3 separate regions of the Mus musculus genome follow, and regions 1 and 3 are each linked to region 2. Evidence: chromatin contacts called from public promoter capture Hi-C data. All regions are on one chromosome and are shown on one strand. The core of a region is the stretch at or near the end of the contact, and the rest is flanking DNA. Distances in the headings are between cores, read along the strand shown.

Region 1 (4,161 bases), core at 1,008-3,507, 200 kb before region 2:
GGGCAGGCTCCACCATTCATTGCCCTGGGCCTTTCTCTGAAAGGCTTACCACACTCCTCCCCCAGACTTTCCCCAGTCACAGTTTGCAATGCTGATGTATCTCACAGGCATGTGAGAAACACTAACAGTCATTAAAAAGCATAAAGCACTCTGTTAAATACAAAAGTGCTATTTTGGCATCTCGTATAACTGGAAAACATTCACTGTTTGTGCTATTTGGCAATTTTGCATTTCCAACTCTCCCTGACTGTGCCCTCCACGTGGACATGTGTGCCTCTTATATATGGGGGTCGGAGGTGGGGGGTCGGGGATGGGGCAGGGACGAAAATCCTGTTTGGATCACATCTCTCATTAATTTGTGAGTAATTTGGGGGTTCTTGGGGTCAGGGCACACGCATGCAAATGAAGGCACCCCAACCTGTGAACTTGGCTTTCCTGCTCTACACAAATCTACACAAAGCCAGCAAAACTGAGCCAGCTAGTTGACTTTTGTGAACAGTTTCTGAGGCAGCTGCTGACAGTCTACCGGTTTCCTGAAACCTACTCTCCACTGACAGCTGAGACCTGGCAGGCAAGTCCTAATTTACATAGCAGATGGGGCCATCCCTAGGCACCCCTGACCCTACATGAAGCTTGAGCAGTTTCAAGAATTAGCGAAGAAACCGGTGCAGGATTTCCTAAGAGATCTAAGAACCAATGTATGTGGATTTCTAAACTTTTGCCCTTTGACATAACTGTGCAGTTTTTCTGCTCGATTTCCCCAGGATGTCTCAAAATAGCAGCTGGGGCTCATAGAAAGGGAAGTGGATACTTAGCAACCTCTTCTATAGGGATGAGAAGGGTCGTAATAGAGCTGATAAGTGAGGTGTTAGGGCAAACTCAGGCTTACCATGCCCCGGGAGTGTGACATTCTTATTTCTACCCGCTTTTTGTTGTACGCCTGTAACTCTAAACAAATCACCTATCTCAGTTCTCACACAGTCCAAGCCTCTCTACACAGCCCCAAATGCCTTTCCTCGGGGTCCTCCCAACTCTGCTTTTCCAAGCTTTTCACTCTTCGCAGTGTGTATTTAAGTAAGCTATCAAGTCAAGCACATCTTCTAAGAGTTACTTTGAAGGTGGAGGTAGGCACCTCGAAGTAACAACTCTTATTAACCATCTCCTGGGGGGTGGGGTGGCAAACACCAAAAGGCTCCCCCAGACACTCTCAGACTGTCCCTCCTGCCCCTTCCCCAACATCTACAGATCAGTAGCCAGACGACTCCCACCGCCGCCTCATTCGGATGCCCTCCCTAACACAAGTGCAACTTCTGGTGCTGTGCAAGGTGCGTCTTGTAGCGGAAGCCCTTGCCACAGCCCGCGCATTTGTGAGGCTTGTTGCCGGTGTGGATGCGCCGGTGGCGGATGAGGTGGGAGCTCTGGATGAAGCTCTTGCCGCACTCGAGACATGTGTAGGGCTTCTCGCCGGTGTGCGTGCGCTGGTGCTGCGTGAGCGTGGAGAAGTCGCTGAAGCGCTTCTCGCACTGGCCGCAGCCGAAGGGCTTCTCGCCGGTGTGCACGCGCAGGTGGTTGACGAGGTGCGAGTTGCGGCCGAAGCCCTTGCCACACTCCCGGCACACGTAGGGCCGCTCGCCCGAGTGCGTGCGCTTGTGCGTGAAGAGGTGCGAGCTCACGCTGAAGGTCTCGCCGCACTCGGAGCACATGTAGGGCTTCTCGCCCGTGTGCACGCGCTGGTGCTTCACCAGGTCCGAGCGCCAGCTGAAGCGCTTGCCGCACTCGCCGCAGCCGTGCGGCTTCTCGCCGGTGTGGATGCGCTGGTGATTGGCCAGATGCGAGCGGCGCACGAACCCCTTGCCGCACTCCCCGCATGCGAAGGGCCGCAGCGCCGCCGCCGAGCCCGCCGAGCCCGCGCCGCCGCCCGCCGCCGCGTGCGCGCGCCGGTGGCTGAGCAAGTGCGAGCTGAGGCTGAAGGCTTCGCCGCACTCCGGGCACGGGTAGGGCTTCTCGCCCGTGTGCAGGCGCCGGTGCTTGAGCAGGTCGGCGCGCCAGCTGAAGCTCTTGCCGCAGTCGGCGCACAGGTTGGGCCGCTCGCCCGTGTGCAGCCGCAGGTGGTTGGTCAGGTAGGTGTTGCGGCTGAAGCCTTTGCCGCACTCCCCGCAGCGGAAGGGCTTTTCGCGAGGGGGCCGGGCCAGCGTGGGCCCCGCCCCGAAGCCGCCGGCCACGCCCATGCCCACGCCCATACCCATGCCCATCATCCCCACCACTCCTCCGCACTCGCCGGCCAAACCGAAGGGCTCCAAGCTGGCCACGGCGGCGGCCTCTGCCAGGCGGTGGATGCGCTGGTGCTGCAGGAATGCGGCGCCCGGGCTAAAGCTCTCCCCGCAGTCTGGGCAGATGGTGGGCGCGTCCATGATACTGGCCATCAGGCTGTCTAGTTCCCCGAGGTCCATGGCCATGGGGTGATGGAGCCGGTGGAAGCGGCGGTGAGCAGGCTTGTCACCCCGGTGTCGACCGCCCAGGGAGAGGTGACGCCTCCAAGGAAGCACGGGAGTAGGCAATGGATCTTCCTCCTCTATCAAGCGGTTCTCCCCAGCGCTTTCCTCTTCTTCGTCTTCCTCCTCTTCATCTTCCTCTCCCCGCGGACTCCGGGATATGCTGTCAGATTCTGACAGTCCTGGGAACAGAGCCATGTCAGCCACACCAGGCTGGTCGTCCTCTTCCTCACGGAGGATAGCCCTTTCTTCCTCACTCAGCCGCCCCTCTGCAACAGACAAGTTGGCAATGGGGTCAACTAGACCTGATGTGCCAGGAGGGTGAGCCAAAGGAGTAATGCCCCTCCCCCAGCCCCCTTACCCCTACTTTTTACTCGGCCTCTTCCCTACCAGTTTCCTCCTGCTAAGACTAAAGGATAATGCACTCTGCCCCACTGCCAACTCTCCTGGCAGACACCGCCTACTAGACACCCCAGCTTCTGCTCAGCTGAATCACCTGAAGCCTGCGAATGGCTAGGTTTGTACCAGATGGGAATATGTTTCCAGAAGAAAAAAACGAGGCGGGGGTGGGAGGGGGGATTCTCAACCATACTTTCTAAAGCTAGAGCCTCAAAACACAAGTCATGTTAATCACAGAAAGTATGAGACCAGTAGGACTCATCAGGTCCCAGACAGATTCTAAAACAAAACAACAACAACAAAACCATTTGGTCAGTCTGGGAACAACGTGCAAGCATGTCCAACCTTTGACATTGCAACAGTGTTGTCATCTACCAAGTTTGTGCTCAAAAAGCAGTCAAGTCTTAAGAAAAAAAAAATCAAAAGAGCTCATCTCTATAGCACTGGTTCTCAACCTTCCTGATGCTGCGACCCTTTAATATATAATTTCTCATGCTGTAGTGACCTCCAACCCTAAAATTGCTTCCCTTGCTACTTCATAATTGTAATTATGCTTCTGTTATGACTTGTAATGTAATTACCTGTGTTTTCCAAGGGTCTCAGGCCAACCCCTGTGAAAGGGTCATTAGACGCCCACAAAGGGGTCAGGACCCACAGGTTGTGAACCACTGGGCTACACTGACGCGCATGCTTTATAATTTAATTTTGATACCCAGAACCTACAGAATGGACCCCCCCCCCTCTTCTACTCTCCATCTCTGTTCAGTGGGGGAGAGGTCACGAGGGTAGGGGAAGTGGCTAGAGACCCAGAACTTGCTTTCAGGTCAGAAATAGCAAGAGTGGTAACCAGGAACTTGGGCACTTGGGTAATCAGCCTCATGGACATAGGTAGGTCACTTAACCACCAAATTTGCTTCTAGAGAAGGAAATGATGATTTAACTAGAAATATCAATGTACTTCACCCAGCACTGTGCTAAGTCACTCTTTAAAATATATGTGTATGTGTGTATACATATATAAATTCATCTATTATGTATGAACGTGAGTTTATGTGTGCCAAGTACATGCAGGTACCTGCAGAGATGAGGACTTTGGATGCCCTGGAACTGATTCCAGGTAGTTATGAGCAGAATGATATGGGTGCTTAGAACTGAACTCAGGTCTTCTGCAAGAGTAGTAAGCATTCCTAACCACTGAGCCATCTCTCTGGGGTCCAAAGTCACTGTTTAAATCCAACACATCATGGTACTCCCCCAGCATCTATGAGAT
Region 2 (4,311 bases), core at 807-3,306:
CGTGAGTTTGAGGACAGCCTGGGCTACATGAGATTCTGTCTCAAAACATACACACACACAGGGTAGAAGCAGAGACAGAGAGACAGAGACAGATAGAGACAGAGACAGAGACAGAGACAGAGAGAGAGAGAGAGAGAGAGAGAGAGAGAGAGAGAGAGATCATACAAAACAAAACCAAAAACTTTATTATTACTCTTCTCCCAGCCCTCCTCAAAGGATCTTTCCCAGGGTGGGTATTTCCTGGGAAAGGGGCATCAAGCTTTCTGAGACTACTGAACACTCTAAATCAATAGGAATTTTAAGGAGCTCAAATATTGCTGTGGTCCAGCTGTCAAAGAAGGAGTTAAGGAGGTCTTATAGCCATTGGAGTTTTGTCTCTGTGTGCTCTGAGGGCTCAACGCTCATCGACTGCTACCATTTCACTAGATCAGGATGTGTAACTACAGTGAACACACTCAAACAATTGGTAGAATGACACAGTCAGGCTTTGTCGAGTAGAGACATAAACTGGGAGTTGGGGGCATTATTAGGAGAAAGAGCCATTTTGGAAGGGGGTGGGACAAACGGCAACTTAGCAGAATGTGACGATGGGTGGGCTGTGCATCAATAGAGAGAAGAGAGGACTTTTTAGAGAAAAGGAATGGGCTGGGCAGAGGCATGGGGACCAGAATGTGTGCAGAAACAGCAAGCCCCTAAGTTTGAGTATAGGGGATCTGTAAGACAAGCATGGCCAAAGGAACGAGAAAGGCTTTGTGGCAAAGGAGACTGTGACTCAGGAAGGCTCCAGTTTCTTACTGGAAATTGATAAAGAAGAGACGAGGAGAAGTGAAGAGGGGCTGATGGCCAAGGGGCAACCAGGCTAGCAATCCGAGCCCTGTGACAATGTGGCTGCACACCTACACTCTAGACCACTGCAAAGGTCTTCCACGGTGATGTGGGCAGACTAGAGCTGTTTAAGTGTGTTGACCTTTTCCCAGTCAGATGACTGCGTGGCACTCTTTGTTCTGTTTCATTTGCTCCCTGTAAATCTCCAGGGCTTTCACACTGATTTCAGACAGGTTCCCTGCTCCTTAGTGTTCTTCCTTCCTTCCTTCCTTCCTTTCTTTCTTTCTTTCTTTCTTTCTTTCTTCCTTTCTTCCTTTCTTTCTATCTATCTACCTCTCCCCTTTTCCCCTCTCCCTTCTCTCTTCTCCCTTCTCTCTCTTTCTTCCTCCCTCCCTGTCAACTCCCCCCTCCATCTCTCTCTTTCCCCCCTCCCTTTTCTTTCCTTTGAAACAAAGTCTCATGCAGCCCAGACTGGCCTTGAACTCACAAAGTAGCTGAGGATGACTTTGAACCTCTGACTCTCCTGCCTGTGGCTCCTTGTGCTGAGAGTATAGGCATTGCCATCATTTGATTTTACAAAACAGTGGAGGGTCAAAGCCAGGTTTTCATGCAAGCTAGGCACACCTTCTACCAACTGAGCCTTGCTGCCAGCTCCTTAGCACTGAAGTGCTTTCTTGGCTCCATCTTCTTGCCCTCTCTAGCTACAATCTCCCAGGCACCAGTGCCAGCTGATCTGGAGCACGAGGCTCTTACAGATTTAGCTCTATTGTGTGTGTGAGCAGATCTGTGAGTGAAGGATAATCACTGAGCTAACAAATGGGAAGGAACGCGTATTGGTCATCTTTTTCTCACAGCTGTGACCAGATACCTGACAAATGCAGCTGGAGGAGAAAGGGGTTTATTTGGTTTGTAGCTTGGCGGGATTCGATCCTTCAAAGCAGGAAGGGCAACGCTGCAGGAGCAAGAGGTAGCGGTGGCGGTCATGTTGTATCCGGTCAGCAGCCACAGTCAGATAGATATTGACATTCAACTTATTTTTTTCTTTTTTATTCAACCCAAGACCTCAGCCCATGGCGTATTTTCAATTCGCCTATCTCTTTTGTTTTTCTCCGTGCCTTTGTGCGCTCCTCCTCGATTCTTTCCTCCCCTCTGCTTTTCTCCATCGTTCTTTCTCACCTTAGCCTTGCATTGTTGCAGCTACCGACATGCGCCCCCTGGTGGGAACACTTAGAAATGCTTCCAACTGAGGCCATGCGCCGTTGTGCCTCGGGTTTACCCAGCATTCCTTGGTACCAGGTCCTTCTCTGGGCAGTTTATACTCTAGAACCCACCCTCACCCCCATTATATAGTTCCTGATATTGCCACCACGTCCCAGATGAGGAAACGAGGCAGAAAGAAGTTGTTGCGCCTCACACTCCCACAGCAAATAAGAAAAAGAGAAGCTATGGTCTAGACAGTGTGGCTCTGAGTTGGGACTCTAGCCGGCTTAGTCATGCTCAAGCTATGTTTAAAAAACAAAAACCTGCAAGCCACTCATATTTATTCGGGCTGTCCTACTTAATAGCCAGACTGTCTCAGACAGATGGGAATGGGCACTCGTGGTACGGACAAGAAAACCTGTTAAGGCCACGAGACAGGAGTGGAGTGGGACTTCTGAGGAGCCGCTGCGTTCTCAGCAGCCTAGAGTCTTTTCACATCTCTGCCACAGGTGCCAAGTCTCCTCATTGCTGCACATGGGGTGACAAGAGACAGGTCCTCGCACCAGGCTCTCTATCTTTAGTGGTCTTTCTAATCTCCTAACCTTCGTACAACTCTGACTTCTTGTCTGCACAGTGAACTGATGTACACTTTCCCCACAGGGTTGCCTGGAGAGCTGGTGGGATAATGCATACCTAATGCAAACACAGTGGTTAGCACGCCGCCTAGCACAAAATAATTGCTAAATAAATGACAGCTGGTTAGAACTATAGCTTTCTTGTGTGATACTGGGGACTGGTCTGGTGCATGGTGGGAAAGTCCTGCCACAGAGCTGTAGATCTACAGGCTAGCCCTAGGCTTCTTTTCTTTTCCTTTTCCTTTCCTTTTCTTTTCTTTTCTCTTCTTTTCTCTTTTAAACCTGAAGCAGAGCCTGTTTAAGCTTCCAAGACTGGCCTTGAACTCTGTGTCGCCCAGGCAGGTCAGGGCTCTGAGGTCATGCTGCACTGTTCTCCTGAGTAGCCAAAATTCCAGACATGCAGAACCAGACTCAGCTAGAATTGTAGCTGTGAGAAACCAGCACCATTGTTATGATAACAAGGTGGAGTATTTCTGAAAAATATTAGCCAGTGCAGTTTTCATTGTGTCTAAATGTCTCTCTGTTTCTCTTCATTGAGCCCCACAGGCCAGGGCAAGGAGCCATTGCTCAGACAACAGAGCTATGATGTTGGCCATCAGCCTCCGTTGAAAGAAAAAAAATCAGTTTCTAAGCTCTCCACATCTACTTTAAATGCAAGATTAGACTTTTTTTTTCCACAAGCTTTTGTGCAAATATATATATATGGGATCTGTCCTAAGCACAGTTCTCATGAATGCAGCAATAAACAAAAAGGTTTTCTACAGCTGGGAGGAAGATCTGTCTGGAAAAGAGCCATGGAAGGACCCGTGCTATATGTTTTGGCTCTAGTCTCCTCCTGGGGAGAGACCCAAGGAGATTAGTGAAGTCCTGGGAAGAGGTTGGGAAGTCTTATCTCATTCTCCAGAAGATAGCCAGGGTCAGTGTCAAGCTCTTAAAGGAAGCCAGAGGTCAGGGCAGCCCCCAAGGAGCATACAGACACGGCTGTAAGGCAGCAGGGACTGGGGACAGTTTCCAGTGTTCTCTGCATTCTTGCAGGGTGCAGGGGCAGTGGCTGAATTCCCTGGGTCCTGAGAAATCAGACACAGAGAGCTGGTAGCTGAGACAAGTGTGGAGTCAGGGGCAGAGTATCATACAAGGCCACGTGGAGGGTAGGCCACGGCAAAAACACAGCCTTCAACCGATGCCCCAAAAGCTCCACCTCTCCCCACACTTCCTTGCATTCATTCATCCCCTTGGCAAAGTCCATTCGAGAACTTCTAGGCCTCAGCAGATCTTTTTAGTGGCCTCTTCCCTCGACAGAACTAATGCTCAAACAAGCAACTCTTGTTTCTCAGAGGTCCTGCCTCCTCCAACTCCCAGTGAGGTTGTGGGGTACTGTGGGAGATGACCAAGCTAGGAGCTGGGCATCAGTGTGACTTTTGTCATTCTCAGATTCAACGGAGCATTTATATCAGAGGACCCCACATTGCATCTCTTTCCATCCCGGATAGTCCGTGGTGGTTCTCCTCAACACACTCAAACCTTCTTCATCCTCCTTTCTCTGCTGCAGATTCCACAGTGTCCCTGGCACGCTCCCTGTCCTTGTGCTATGAGTGTACAATAGTCATCTCTCTAACTAGCTTTGCAGGTCCCTGGTAAACAGGACTTTGTA
Region 3 (4,029 bases), core at 559-3,058, 240 kb after region 2:
CTTAATTTTTTTTCCACTGCCAGGACAGTTTATTTGATTGGGGATGGGCCCTACTATGTAAGCAGGCTAGCCTGGAACTTAGCATGTCTCATGTCTACAGAGTACTAGATTAGAGCATAGGCCACACACACACTACTGTCTACAGAGTACTAGATTAGAGCATAGGCCACCACACACACTACTGTCTACAGAGTACTAGATTAGAGCATAGGCCACACACACACTACTGTCTACAGAGTACTAGATTAGAGCATAGGCCACACACACACTACTGTCTACAGAGTACTAGATTAGAGCATAGGCCACCACACACACTACTGTCTACAGAGTACTAGATTAGAGCATAGGCCACCACACACACACTACTGTCTACAGAGTACTAGATTAGAGCATAGGCCACACACACACTACTGTCTACAGAGTACTAGATTAGAGCATAGGCCACACACACACTACTGTCTACAGAGTACTAGATTAGAGCATAGGCCACACACACACTACTGTCTACAGAGTACTAGATTAGAGCATAGGCCACACACACACTACTGTCTACAGAGTACTAGATTAGAGCATAGGCCACACACACACTACTGTCTACAGAGTACTAGATTAGAGCATAGGCCACCACACACTACTGTCTACAGAGTACTAGATTAGAGCATAGGCCACACACACACTACAGCATTGATTATCTGCTTTTCCCCAGGTTGTTTTTCTCAATTAAAATAATAAATTTTCTTTGTTTTTGTCTCTGTCATAATTGAGCTCCGTGGGTGTTAGGATAAAATTATTTACATTTAACTTATTCAAAGTGTTTCTTTTTCACTTTTAGAACATCATGACCTCTTAGCTTTTTCTTAGGGGATACCGTTCACTCTACTTCACTGAGCTCATGTGTCTAATTCCTCAACCCAAGATCTATATTTACTCAAAAAACCCATGAAGAAAAGTCTCATTTGCACCATATTTTCATAATAAATTATGCCCCTGGGTTTCTCTTTACTGAAAAACAGAGCTGCTAATTTTATGCCAGGGTATAATTCTCTAGGTTGGCTTGTAAACCAGCCACAGAAATGTGGAGACGCTTCCACTGGCATGAGCCTCCCTTAAATCAAGAGGGAGGGAGGGAGACAGACATGTTTATTTCTTTGGAGGGCTGAAAAAGAAAGAAACAAAGACACACACACACACACACACACACACACACACACACACACACACGCACTCCTCCATCCCCTCCCCTCCGCACCTCTCCCTTTTTGCTTGCTTGCCTCTCTCAGGCTCCAGTAGGGCTGGTCGTGTTCCCATGAAGTGCCCGTTGGACTTTGACTTAGCCAAGCCTCAGCTCTTTTTCAGAGACTTTTTATTCTGGAGAGTAAGGAATAGAGGGTTTGCCTCTAGAGTGTCACCTAAAAACCAAGAGGAGTAATATAGGGGCCCTCCCCACAGAGACAGCTCCCTTCTCTGGAGAGCTTTGGCATTCTGGATTTGAGTAAAAGTGCAGGCCCCTGTTGTTACATAAACAGTTACCTCTAATCCCATTCAGAGCCCCTAGAGTTCACTCAATAAGCTGCAGATTCAAGAAATGGGTGGCTAGGCCTGGAGGGCACATGCCTGTTCATAGCTCTTGGGAGGTAGAGGCTGGACAAAAGGTTATCCTTGGCTACATAGTGAATTTAAGGCTTGGGCTACTAATGACTATCAAAGCAAAAATGAAACAAAATAATAGATAAGAAAGAAACATGGGAGTATAAGGTGTGACGGAGGGGTGTGACACAGTGAGGAGAGGCCCTTGCTGCCAAGCCTGACAACCTGGGTTCTATTCTGGGAACCCACAGGGTAAAGGGCGAAAACTAACCCCCAAAAGCTTCCCTCTGACCTCTGTACAAACACACACACACACACACACACACACACACACACACACACACACAAAATAAAAAAATAAATAAATGTGATGAAATATATTTTAAAAGATAAATACTAAGAATCAAGAGTTTCCTAACCAGGACACTGTGATACAGTTCTAAATGATATGTTCCAAAATTCCTATAGTTTGTTCCAAAACTCACCCAAGCACAGCTATCTGAATATCATTCTGGCTTCTCAGTGATAAGAAAAACAAAATAATATTCTCAGGAAAACCATCCACCTATAAGCTGGTACTCAGTGCCTGTTTCCTTGTCAGCCAAGGCTGAAGATTACAAGAAAGTATTCATGCTGTAGGCAAAAACTAGAGCTCTGTTGTCACAGTGTGAACCTATGTGCATGGTCCCCAGCATCACACAAGCCAGGTGCAGTGGCAAAATATAATATCAATGAAATGAGTTTCTCTTCCCACTTTTAGACACTGCAGAAGGGGGACAAAACACCCAAAGAGTCCTAGAAGGCTATAGAACATTACAAATTAATAAAAGATTGTGTGTGTGTGTGTGTGTGTGTGTGTGTGTGTGTGTGTGTGTGTGTGTGTTTGAGACAAGGTCTCCTGTAAGCTAAGCTGGCCTTGAACTTTCTACCCTCTGTTTCCCCCCCTAGTGCTAGGGGCCATGAATGTCTCAGTGTTCTCCCAACTGCTTCTTTTGTCTGATCTTCCCCTAGTGGTACTGAGTGTGAAAGGGCCACTGTTCTATCTGTCCTTGGAGGAATAAATGGAATTGTGTATTGATTTTAAAAAATAACAGTACAGGAAAGATACTTTGATGCTATTTGGGAAGGTTCTATGCGTACCCATCAGTGCGGACTACTCTTGACAGCGCTGGCTGTGCATTGCCTTTGCACTATGCAACTCACACTTGCTAAAAACAAGTTCTTTGGACTGGAGGCATGGCTTAGTAGCAAGAGCACTTACAGCTATTGGAGGGGACCCAAGTTTTAACACCAGTACTCATGTCAGGCAGCTCACAACCACTTGTAACCCCAGCTCCAGGGGAATCACATGTCCTCATCTGGGTACTGCTGGCACCTATGTGCTCTCCCTCCCTCCCTCCCTCCCTTCCTCCCTCTCTCTCTCTCTCTCTCTCTCTCTCTCTCTCTCTCTCTCTCTCTCACACACACACACACACACACACACAGAGAGAGAGAAGTAGATACAAATAAATATAATAATTAATATTTTTAATTAAAGAAAAACCGAACGTTTTCAATGAGGAGCCATGCATCTTTACAAACATAGCTCTGCCTCCCTTGTGTTCTTGAAGGGCTACTCTACAAACAACTGCAGCTTGTGGAGAAACGGAGCAGAAAAAGACGAATCATTTTTTAAACTAAACTTGTCAGTTTTAGAAACAAACCTAACAAGTTCCAGTGGCAATAGATAATCATCCAGTAGAGGGGTGCCAAACACGTAAACAGATCTAAGTGCTGTTTTAGTAAACCATTTGCTCTGAGAATGCAGACCCAGCTCACCACGCCAGGGGGGGGCCTGCAGTGTGTGTCTGCAAGCCTGATCGCCTGGGTGTGAATCCTGGTTGTCGTTCCTTCCATCTAAGTTCTTAGACCATCTGTGGCCTCAGTTTCCTCCCCTGTAAAATGGAAACAGTGGCAACACCTGTTTCATAGACTTGGTTGAACAGGGAACAGATTAATGCATGTAAAGGGATTACAACATGTCTGGCATACAGGAGCAGTTGCTTTGAGATTCTTTGTAGCCATGAGATTCTCTGCATTCTTATTGGGAGTTGGACTTCCACCGAATGGAGGGGACAGACCTGGAAAGCTTTTAAGTGATTCCTAAAATCTGTCTCCTGGAATCCATGTGGTTTATATTAAGGCAGAAGTTGACATTTTTCCCAGCTAGAAACAGTATTTGTCATCTTATAGGCAAATTTGGTTTTGTTTAAAGATGAACTTTTCTTCTTCCTCCAGGACTCATTCATTCTCCCATTCTTTCTACTGGTGTAACATATGTTTCAATTAGAACAACTGGAGTTACCCTCAAAGGCAACAAGGAGAGCTGCATGCCATTGATGCTTAACTACCCAAGTTGTTACTAAGAAAAACAGTTTCGAATGGCAATGTTCAGTAGGGGAT

What was found. Promoter capture Hi-C pulls out the DNA fragments that hold promoters and counts their contacts.
Region 1: a promoter capture Hi-C map of hippocampal neurons shows a contact between it and region 2, with 2.4 times the contacts expected there. The contact joins two enhancer-like sites. A contact is called at or near these places in 5 of 39 promoter capture datasets (HPC-7-derived erythroid cells, embryonic stem cells, hippocampal neurons and 2 more) and 1 of 115 datasets of contacts at active chromatin or transcription factors (pancreatic cancer cells).
Region 3: a promoter capture Hi-C map of liver shows a contact between it and region 2, with 2.2 times the contacts expected there. The contact joins two enhancer-like sites. A contact is called at or near these places in 11 of 39 promoter capture datasets (the 3T3-L1 cell line, the C10 cell line, the HPC-7 cell line and 7 more), 1 of 15 datasets of contacts at CTCF or cohesin (the NIH/3T3 cell line), 1 of 484 Hi-C or Micro-C datasets (embryonic retina), 1 of 115 datasets of contacts at active chromatin or transcription factors (pancreatic cancer cells) and 2 of 9 other capture datasets (adipose tissue and embryonic stem cells).

The regions. Positions count from the first base shown.
Region 1 is chr3:98,425,762-98,429,922 of GRCm38.p6, reverse strand. Zfp697 (zinc finger protein 697) reads right to left here. Exons shown (of 3, transcript NM_172863.4): 3 at 1-2,761. The coding sequence ends at 1,293. Among named protein-coding and RNA genes, the nearest start is that of Gm4450, 29 kb to the left of the region's middle. Within about 2 kb of position 2,257, at least 202 of the 459 cell types and tissues checked have an H3K27ac peak or open chromatin away from gene starts, as enhancers often do. A contact at or near this core is called in hippocampal neurons, where this site is marked.
Region 2 is chr3:98,225,161-98,229,471 of GRCm38.p6, reverse strand. All of the region lies in intron 2 of Reg4 (regenerating islet-derived family, member 4), which reads right to left. Among named protein-coding and RNA genes, the nearest start is that of Reg4, 5.2 kb to the right of the region's middle. Within about 2 kb of position 2,056, at least 37 of the 459 cell types and tissues checked have an H3K27ac peak or open chromatin away from gene starts, as enhancers often do. A contact at or near this core is called in hippocampal neurons and liver, where this site is marked.
Region 3 is chr3:97,986,215-97,990,243 of GRCm38.p6, reverse strand. No RefSeq gene overlaps it. Among named protein-coding and RNA genes, the nearest start is that of Notch2, 25 kb to the left of the region's middle. Within about 2 kb of position 1,808, at least 9 of the 459 cell types and tissues checked have an H3K27ac peak or open chromatin away from gene starts, as enhancers often do. A contact at or near this core is called in liver, where this site is marked.